Linked DNA regions of Mus musculus: region 2 is linked to region 1. A link is a contact called in public HiChIP or PLAC-seq data. All regions are on one chromosome and are shown on one strand. Each heading gives the region's core, a stretch centred on a gene start, on an enhancer-like site or on the middle of the called end of the contact. The rest is flanking DNA. Distances are from core to core; before and after follow the strand shown.

Region 1 (4,401 bases), core at 915-3,414:
TTTATAACTCTTCCAGCCTCCGTTGTTATCTGCACCACTGCTGCTCTCTATGAGCCTTTGGGATGTTGGGTAATCTTGACTACAAGTCAGCCCTTCAGTGTGCATCTCTCAGGTGTCCCTTTTAATATCTGAAGTGTTCTGTCCCTGGGGACTTATGACTAGAGATGATGAGTTGAGGATGCAGGCTTTTGAACAGGCTCAAGTCTGAGTCCCAGATGGTCTACTATTGTGAACTTCAAACTCATAAGCTTTAGTTTCCCCCTCTATAAGATCAAGACCAGACTCACCTTACCAATTTGCAGTAAAAATGAAATGAACTGTATATACGATATTTAGCTCAGCACCCAGCATGTGGTCAATGTTTCATAAACGTCCAAATCCTTGCTTCAAGGACATGTGAAGGGCATGTCAAAAACTTACAGAACATCCTCCCAAGTCTGGGAGCTCAGTGTAGCATGTAGGATCCTTTGGTGGCTCTCTTCTGCCCTGTCTCCTGTCTGTTCATACATGCCCCTGCCAAGAGATCCCTATGCATGTCACATGTGGCTCATGCTTTCTGGCCTATTCCTGTTATTCCAGCTGCAGAGTGTTTTTGGCTTCTGCATGGCCTAAGTGCTGGTCCTCCTCTCTCCTGGTCTCAGTTATGTCAAAGGCAGCCTCAGGGCTCACTTCTCCCAGAGAACCTATCCTGTCTCTCCTTTGCACTCTCTGCTCTACTTAGAGTAGACTATCTTTCCTACAAAGCTGCAAATGTAGTGTCTATCCTACCCTCTCTGCCTGAACTACCCATAAGGACCTGCTTTACCTAATAGAATATGGCTAGATGTGGTTTCTAGCTAATCCCAGGACTTTAGGAGAATTGGCAGCTTCTGTGTGTTATCTTAGAATGCTCATGCTGGTTAACATAACTTGCTTATTGGAAACCTGAGTACCTAAGGCTAAGGTGCAAGCTATCCTACTCATGAAGAAAGCTCATTTAGAAAGAAGGATGCGTTCCATTCAGTCATGATGTCCACCTCTGGTATCCAGCCTCCAAGATGGTCTCCAATGGGCTCCAGTGCCTGGTGCTTACAACGATTACTCAGTCTTCTTCTCTATAGTGCCAGGATTGGTCTGCTTGGTGAGTGGCGGACAACACAAGGATGAGGGGTACTAGATAGGGGGATACAGGACAAGTGGATACAGGATAAGGGGTTATGGGGTAAAGGGATACAGGATGTGGAACACAGGATAAGGTGGTACAGGATAAGGCAGATACAGGATAAGGAAGATATAAGATAGGGGGAACAATGTCTTTGATATATCTTCTATGTCTGATACTTCGCAAGCATTCTTAATAAAACAATCTTAACTAGTAATTGGGAAAATGGAATATTCAAAGAAAATAAAAATTATTTTAAAAGTTTTATAACCCCAAGGCCACCATACCACTGTATTATGCTATCACCCTTTAAAAGAGCTAAGATGAAGGTCCAGGTGAGTTCAACAGAAACCAGTGAGAAAGCGCATTTGGAAAGGTTGTGTGGAGGGCTTTGCAGAGGAGGTGTGAGTTGATTAGTCTTTTTATGTTTTGTGAAACAAAAATTTAAATTTTCCCTTTCCTCCTTCCAACCCCTCCAATAAACTACCCTTGCTTCAGCAGACTCTCAAATTTATGGCCTCATTTTCTCACATTGTTTATACATCTGTGTGCATATGTATGTTGTATGTATGTATACCTATATATATAAATACAACCTGCTCTGTCTATATAATGTTGCTAGTATGTGTGTAGGTCTGAATCTTTAAAGACAGAGCAAGGCTGATCACAGGGTGCCTGACTAGATGAGTAGAATCTGTTTCAAAACCTTGGCAGAGCAGTTCCGATCCATGTGATTGTCTGAAGGACGCACTATTGCAAACAAAGGCTCTGAAAGGCTTTCCTTACTGAACCGAGAGAGCTTTTTCTAACAGCCTGCTGAACTCCACAGTGCTACAGTGTTCACATAAAATGAGAAAGAAACAAAACAGTGCTCGCAGACGAACCGGTGCTGCCAAGTTGGTATTTTTAAAATGAAAAGACGTGGGCTCTGATCCCAGAAGGCCTCTCTGAAGGTGTGTTTAGGGACGGAGACAGACCCCAGTCTTTCACAGTGGTGTGAAATCCTAGCAGAAATCTGCCATGTCTCTTTAGGGATGTCTGCTGCAGGACTGCCTCAAGCATTCTTTCTAGTCACGACTCTGCCAGTGGCTCCACCCATTACGGAAATTGGGGCTTTTTTCCATCCCTGTCTTTATTACTTTAATGCTCTGGCTCCTTTCCAACCCTCATCTAAACAGCACTTCTATGCATCTGCTGAGAACAGGAATTGTGATTTTCCCCGTTGTTATCATTTGACAGTCTCACATTTAATAGAATTTCCCCCAGTGCTTCTAATAATCTGGGTATCCTGTGATCGAAACGTGATGTGTGTATACAGTAAGTAAAACTCTAGGTGCCCTGACTTGTGGATTTTGACAAGAAGAATCTATTCAAATAAGCAGCACCCAAACGAAGAACAAAACCATTCCAGCACTCAGGACTGCCTCATCCGTCTTCTGGCCCCAAGAGGAACCGTGATAACAGGCTACCATCTTGCCTGATTTGAACATATCTGTAATTGGGATCACAGTGCATTTTCCTGTCTGACTTCTCTCTCCCAACATGCTTGGGAGGTTGATCAGGGTGGTGGCCAATGCTGCAGTCTGGGCCTTCCTGAATGTCCAGTGTAACTATAGTTGTGGCTGGACCTCAAGTGTCTGTGCCCTCTGGTAATGGCATTTGGGTTATTCCCAAATGAGGCTAAAGCATATAAGCTGATTGCTTTAAATCCATAAAACTCATATGTTATTGATGAGAAAAAGGGATTATGCTATTAAAAGATATTCCATCACCACCAGCAGAAGTAACATAAGAAATTTGTGGAAGATAGTAATTATACCTCATAGTAATTATGTGACCTGATGCATATGTTAATTAACTAGAGTTAGTCATTCCACAGTGTGTATATAATTCACTATATCGTGTTGTGCTATGTATCATGATTATACACAGTGTAAGCTATCAGGTTGTGTGTGTATGTGTGTGTGCATGTGCGGGTGCGTGTGTGTGTGTGTGTGTGTGTGTGTGTGTGTGTGTGTCCGCGCGTGAGAGAGAGAGAGGGGGGTAGGGAGAAGGAGAGAGGGAGAGGGAGAGGGAGAGGGAGAGGGAGAGGGAGAGGGAGAGGGAGAGGGAGAGGGAGAGGGAGAGGGGTCTGAAGTCCCAAAGACCCAGGAATTAAAATCACCTTCATCAAGTGCAGAGATGGTGGATCTCCTAACTAATGGCAGTGTCCTCCCTAGTTTGTTTATTACTTACTTAGCATTCCTCAACCTCTCTCATTTTTTTCTATGAAAGTTTTAACTCTTTAGTGTACCTTTCCCACCTCTTGATGCCAGAACTTTAAAAACTTTAATCTTAAAACCTGTTTATGAGCCTGTGAAGCTCAGCAGATAAAGGTGTTGCTGAGCAAAACTAGCAAGTAGGATTTGTCCCCTGTACTATATGTGTACACTGTGGCACACACATGCACACACACACACGCACACACACACATACACACGCATATGCACACACACACATACACACGCATATGCACACGCATATTCACACGCACATGCACACATACACATACACACACATACACACACACACACACACACACACACACACAAGAGTAATCATATATGAAATAAAAGGTTGATAAACTTCTACTTTAATTTACTGCACTTCTTTTACCTTGATGTGCTGGAATCAAAGTTCCCAAAGGAAATTATCTACAAATCAGAATTATATCACTGAAGCCAGAAGCTAGAGAGAGGGCTCAGTGGTTAAGAACACTTGCTGTTCTTGCAGAGGGCCTGGCTTCAGTTCCTAGTCCCCCACATGGTGACTCACAATTGAACATACTTCCAGTTCCAAAGGAAGTATGGCCACTTCCCTCTTCTGACATCCACAGGTACTGTGCATACAATGATGAACATACATACATTCAGGCACAAAAAAAATCATAAAAGTTTAACTGAAGTTTTAAAAATAGACTAAATCCAGGATGCATTTGAAATTTGGAAAGATGTGATTTTCCTTCTCATCAAATATAGATAAGTTGCTTCTTTTAAGGAAAGCCACAGAAAGAAATGCATCCAAACTTCCTTATTTGTCTGTATAAAAATCCAGTAATGAGCAGAATAGATCACAAAGTAGGTGTGCATATAAATGACTACATGCAGATTTAAAATATTTGTGGTTCTTGCTATTAAAAGCATAGCCAACACAAAAATGGGAGCATGAAGCAAATGGAACTAATAAAGGACATATTTAGGATATATTTACACAAATCATTG
Region 2 (4,401 bases), core at 1,275-3,774, 220 kb before region 1:
ACAACGGATGTGGCCAACCTTGTTTTTTATTTATTCATATTTACAATGGTGAGGGTTGAATGCACTGCAGCTATGCAAGTCAGGGGCTAGACTCTTACTGCAGAGCTACCTCTCTGAACACTGCGCTTTTCAAAAAATCACATTTTAAAAAAGAAATACTACTCTGGCAGCTTTAGGACAGATTTGGATTCTAAAACTATAGAGTCCAATCGAGAGCCAGCTGTAGGAATCCAAGCAGTAAGGGTTCTTTTAAGTATCAACCTGGGAGACAAAATGAGGTCCTTAAACCAGAATGCAGCCTTGGCAAGGGCTCTGAGGTGTGGCTCTGAGGCAGCTGTGCGACGGTGATGACAATGTGGGCTCATGACCAATGACCACTTAAACATCCAAGTGGGGACTACTGATGTGCTCAGATTTGTGTCCAGAGTAACTAGATGAAACATGCTACTACTCACCGAAGCAAGGACGGTAGCACAATGGAACTGGAAGGTCAGCAAGTTCAGTACCAGCTGTGCCGGCATGAGGTTGCCTCTGGAGCATCGGGTTTGTGGGCACGCAGGAGTCAGTATCCCTGGGCTCCTATGGATTTACTCATCTGTGGGCCAAAAGTATTTCTTAAAATCACATTGGTCTTGACATGCACAGACTTTTCTTATCGCCATCCCCTAGACAATTCTGTGCAATAACAACTTACCTAGCATTTATACTATATTAGGGTTCTATGTAAAGTGGACATAATTTAAAGTGTGAAGGGTGGTATATGTCATAGGCTACACTATGCCATTTTATATAGTTCTCTTGAACATCTGTAGATGTAGGCATCTGCAGGATCTGGGAATCAATCTGCTGAATTCTGTGGTTACAGAAGGATAGCGGTTATGTGACTACGTTGGCTACTCAGCACCCAGCTCCGAGCACTGGAATTCACAATGGCTAGGATGTGCCTTTGCCTGTATTACAAGCATAGGCTGGAGATTTAGACTGAGGAGGCATTGACCTCTTGGGGTAATACGAAAGAAATGGGGATGGATGGGATTCCCCATTGTGGTAAAAGAACTGCTATCCTGCAGACCAAACACAACTGCACACACTTTTAGAATATAAACATATGTATTTTCTAGAAGGATTTTTAGATTCAAACATGATTTCAAAGGAGTTCATAATCCTAACAGAGGACTGCTCTGAGAAGAGGAACCTAAAACTGCTAGCTTTTAAGGAACAGTGAAGTGTCAGGAGAAAGATGGGAGGCAGCCAGAACACCGGAATTGTGTGGAGAGCAGTATGAGGGTCACTGGCCAGAAGGGGGCAAGGAAGGCCCCCAGCATGCAGATCAGGAGGCTGCCTTGACACCCGTGACAGTTTCAGCTGCCCCTGGAGCAGGCCTCAATTATAGTTTGCTAAGAAAACAATTGAGATAAAGACACTGAAGAAGAAGGGAGAGATGCAGGGAAAACCACAGAATAGAAAGCCAGGGTGCAGCCAGAATTGTGCAAAGGGAATTTCTCTTTTATTCAGCATTGGTATGGTTCCAGAGGATAAGTAAACTAAGTCTGAGCTGTGACTGTCTTTCATTAAGCCATGCAGGGAAGATAAAATAGGCATGGATCTGCATCGAAGAATGAACACTTCACTAGTCTCAAATCAACCACTGTGGTAATTTGATCCGTTTTAATTTTAATTACATTTTCCCTTATGACTTGTTTGCAGACCTGGTAGGCAACCAGAGTTGGGAATTGTGGATTATTTTAGTAACAAATGAGCTGGTATGATCAGACGCCAAAATTGTTTCTTAAAAACATATTGCGGTCAGAAAGCGATCGGACTTTTGGAAAATACGTTATCTGCCATTTATCCCTGCTCTTTGCAAACAGGCAGGAGAAATAACGTGAGACGAAAACAGTAGCATTTCTTCAGTTTCTGGGTTCAGAAGAATGGTGCTTTAGAGGGTGACACGCACCATTCCACTACATTCTCGGCACTCTTTAACCTAAGCTGAAACCACAAGATACTTTGAATGCTTCTCTTTGCTACTGGTACAACTTAACTGAAAAGCGGACTCGGGGAATTCAAACGCAATCTCTAAGAGGCGGAGAACGAACCAACGTGTAGCTGGCCGCAAGGTGACTTCTCCCGTCTTAACTGCACGCAAAGAGAGGGCGAGCACCAGGCCCTTCCAAGTTTTCTTTCACCATCCTCCAATCCGGCCCCATTTAAATCTAATTCTTTCTTAATAAAAAACAACGTTCTGTTTGGCTATGTCCCCACGTCCTAAAGAACAGGACCTACTTAGTTCGCATCACTTGTGTCTTCTCTTTCTGGCACCTCCAGGGACGATGCTCCCAATCCTGCCAGGGAGGAACCGGCCTGGGCGCCGCCACCGGGATCCACCGTCTCGGCGAAACCTCGGCTCCTGACTCGCTGCGACAGACGGCGTCGCCGCCGCAACCAAAGCAAGCACAGCGGCTCCCCTAGCAGCCACTTGACAGTTTCAAACTGAGGGCCCTGATGAAAGACAGCCCTAACTATTGGTCCACAGCTTCAGCAATCTTAAACTTGATTGGTCCGTGGTAAGTGGGCGGAGCCCAAGGTATCTCCGCGGGACAAGCCGGAAGTAGGAGATTTACAGGCAAAAGCCGGCCCAGAGTTCCCAGAACAGAGCGCATGCTCGGTGCTGCTCTGTGCCTGAGGACTACTACGGGGCGGCACTGCAGACAAATTTAATTATCTTCGCAAATCTGTGAAAGCTGAGTGCTGTTTATTTTCAACAATGAGGATGACATAGGCATAAAGCCTCGAGATTTCGTTTCATGCACAGATAACAGGCCGCAAGGCCACTGGCCCGGCAGCTGCTCTCTTAAAAACACAAATGTCCGATGCCCTCTATTGATTTCTTTAGTTTTGGGTTAGGGAGTTTAACGAATAATGTAATTATGAGGATGAGGGTATAACAAACTGCCAGCCTAAGTTTTTTGTTTTTTGTTTGCTTGTTTGTTTGTTTTTGACTTGCAACTCCAGGGCATTTCCCTTGGTTTATTCTGTGTGGGGTATTCAAAAATTTAAACATAGATCCTAACTTTGGTGACATCTCAGCTAAAATAAAATACAGAAGGCTAAACAGGGAGAATCCAGTGTAATTCACTTCTAAATCCATAGCAACGTAATTTAATACTGTAAAATTGTTTACTATCACAGACCCAACAGATAATTCCCAAAGTAGCCCTTGGCAGCTACTTTAAACCAACATGACTGAGTCTAACCAGCCTAAGTTTTACTGATGACCTAACTGCTGTAAGCTGCAAACAGAAACTTTTGGTGGAATATCGCGACCTTAAAAGACAGAACACAATTACAACTTAAAACTTGGCTTTAGTAAGTACTCATTAACACCTTCGGTAATGCTACCCACATAATACGGTCTAGGGAGATAAAATGAGTTAATATATTAAAACAGACATTTCGGACCCCAGACTAGAAAAGAATAATCTGTTCGATCCCCCCCACCCCTTTTGTAACCTACATGATGTCACTTTCTTTTTTCTGTATACGGAAGTGGCACAGCTGCAGCCTCACCTACTTCTGTTTGTCAAGAGTTAGACTTTTATTATCTTTTAAAAGTTATGCTCTCTCTCTCTCTCTCTCTCTCTCTCTCTCTCTCTCTCTCTGTGTGTGTGTGTGTGTGTGTGTGTGTGTGTGTGTGTGTGGTGAGGGGAAATAGTCTCTATTTTCACCACGTGTGACCTGACTTGGGGGTTGAACGCAGGTCATAAGGCTTGGTGGTAAGTGCTTTTACCCATTGAGCCATTTCACTGGCTCTTATATTTGAATGATAACGAAGAAGATCACAAAAAATTTTTGTTGGCATTAGCTGTGTTGATTTCCTCCCCTAAGCTTATTTTAAAAGACAAATTACTACCACTAGAAATAATTTTATACTTCGTTCTAATAATTGTTGTTCAGTTGAATACTACATGGTGACCCTGTTGTGTTTTATAAAAGGAGCAGGGGTGGTGGTGGCAGAGGTGGTGGCAGGGGTGGTGGAAGGGAGCATTTCAACGGGCCCTGCCAAGGTGTCCCCCAGAACAACCAACCCATGTGACAGGCCAAGTATAAAAGGGAGTTTATTTGGGACCTGGGGGAGGGGGTAGAGGCAGAGAAAGGGGAACAGAGAGAGGAGAGAGGAAGAGGGGAAGAGGAGAAGAGGAGAGAGGCCAGCTGGGAACATGTGAGAGGGTGGGAGGGAGGGAAGGAAGGAAGGAAGGAAGGAAGGAAGGAAGGAAGGAAGGAGGGAGGGAGGGAGGGAGGAAGGAAGGAAGGAGGAAGGGAGGGAGGGAGGGAGGGGGAGGGGGAGAGAGAGAGAGAGAAAGAGAGAGAGAGAGCATTTGAAGCTAGGCTGGTACCTGG

The links. HiChIP or PLAC-seq counts read pairs in DNA pulled down with a chosen protein or histone mark.
Region 2: an H3K27ac HiChIP or PLAC-seq map of neural progenitor cells shows a contact between it and region 1, with 5 times the contacts expected there. The contact joins the promoter of Poc5 here to the enhancer-like site in region 1. A contact is called at or near these places in 1 of 39 promoter capture datasets (maxillary cranial neural crest), 1 of 484 Hi-C or Micro-C datasets (olfactory sensory neurons) and 4 of 115 datasets of contacts at active chromatin or transcription factors (astrocytes, embryonic stem cells, forebrain and 1 more).

Annotation. Positions count from the first base shown.
Region 1 is chr13:96,167,009-96,171,409 of GRCm38.p6, reverse strand. No RefSeq gene overlaps it. Among named protein-coding and RNA genes, the nearest start is that of Gm29543, 36 kb to the right of the region's middle. Within about 2 kb of position 2,164, at least 33 of the 459 cell types and tissues checked have an H3K27ac peak or open chromatin away from gene starts, as enhancers often do. A contact at or near this core is called in astrocytes, forebrain and neural progenitor cells, where this site is marked.
Region 2 is chr13:96,386,417-96,390,817 of GRCm38.p6, reverse strand. It overlaps Poc5 (POC5 centriolar protein), which reads right to left and starts at 2,524. Exons shown (of 13, transcript NM_026173.3): 1 at 2,287-2,524; 2 at 456-595.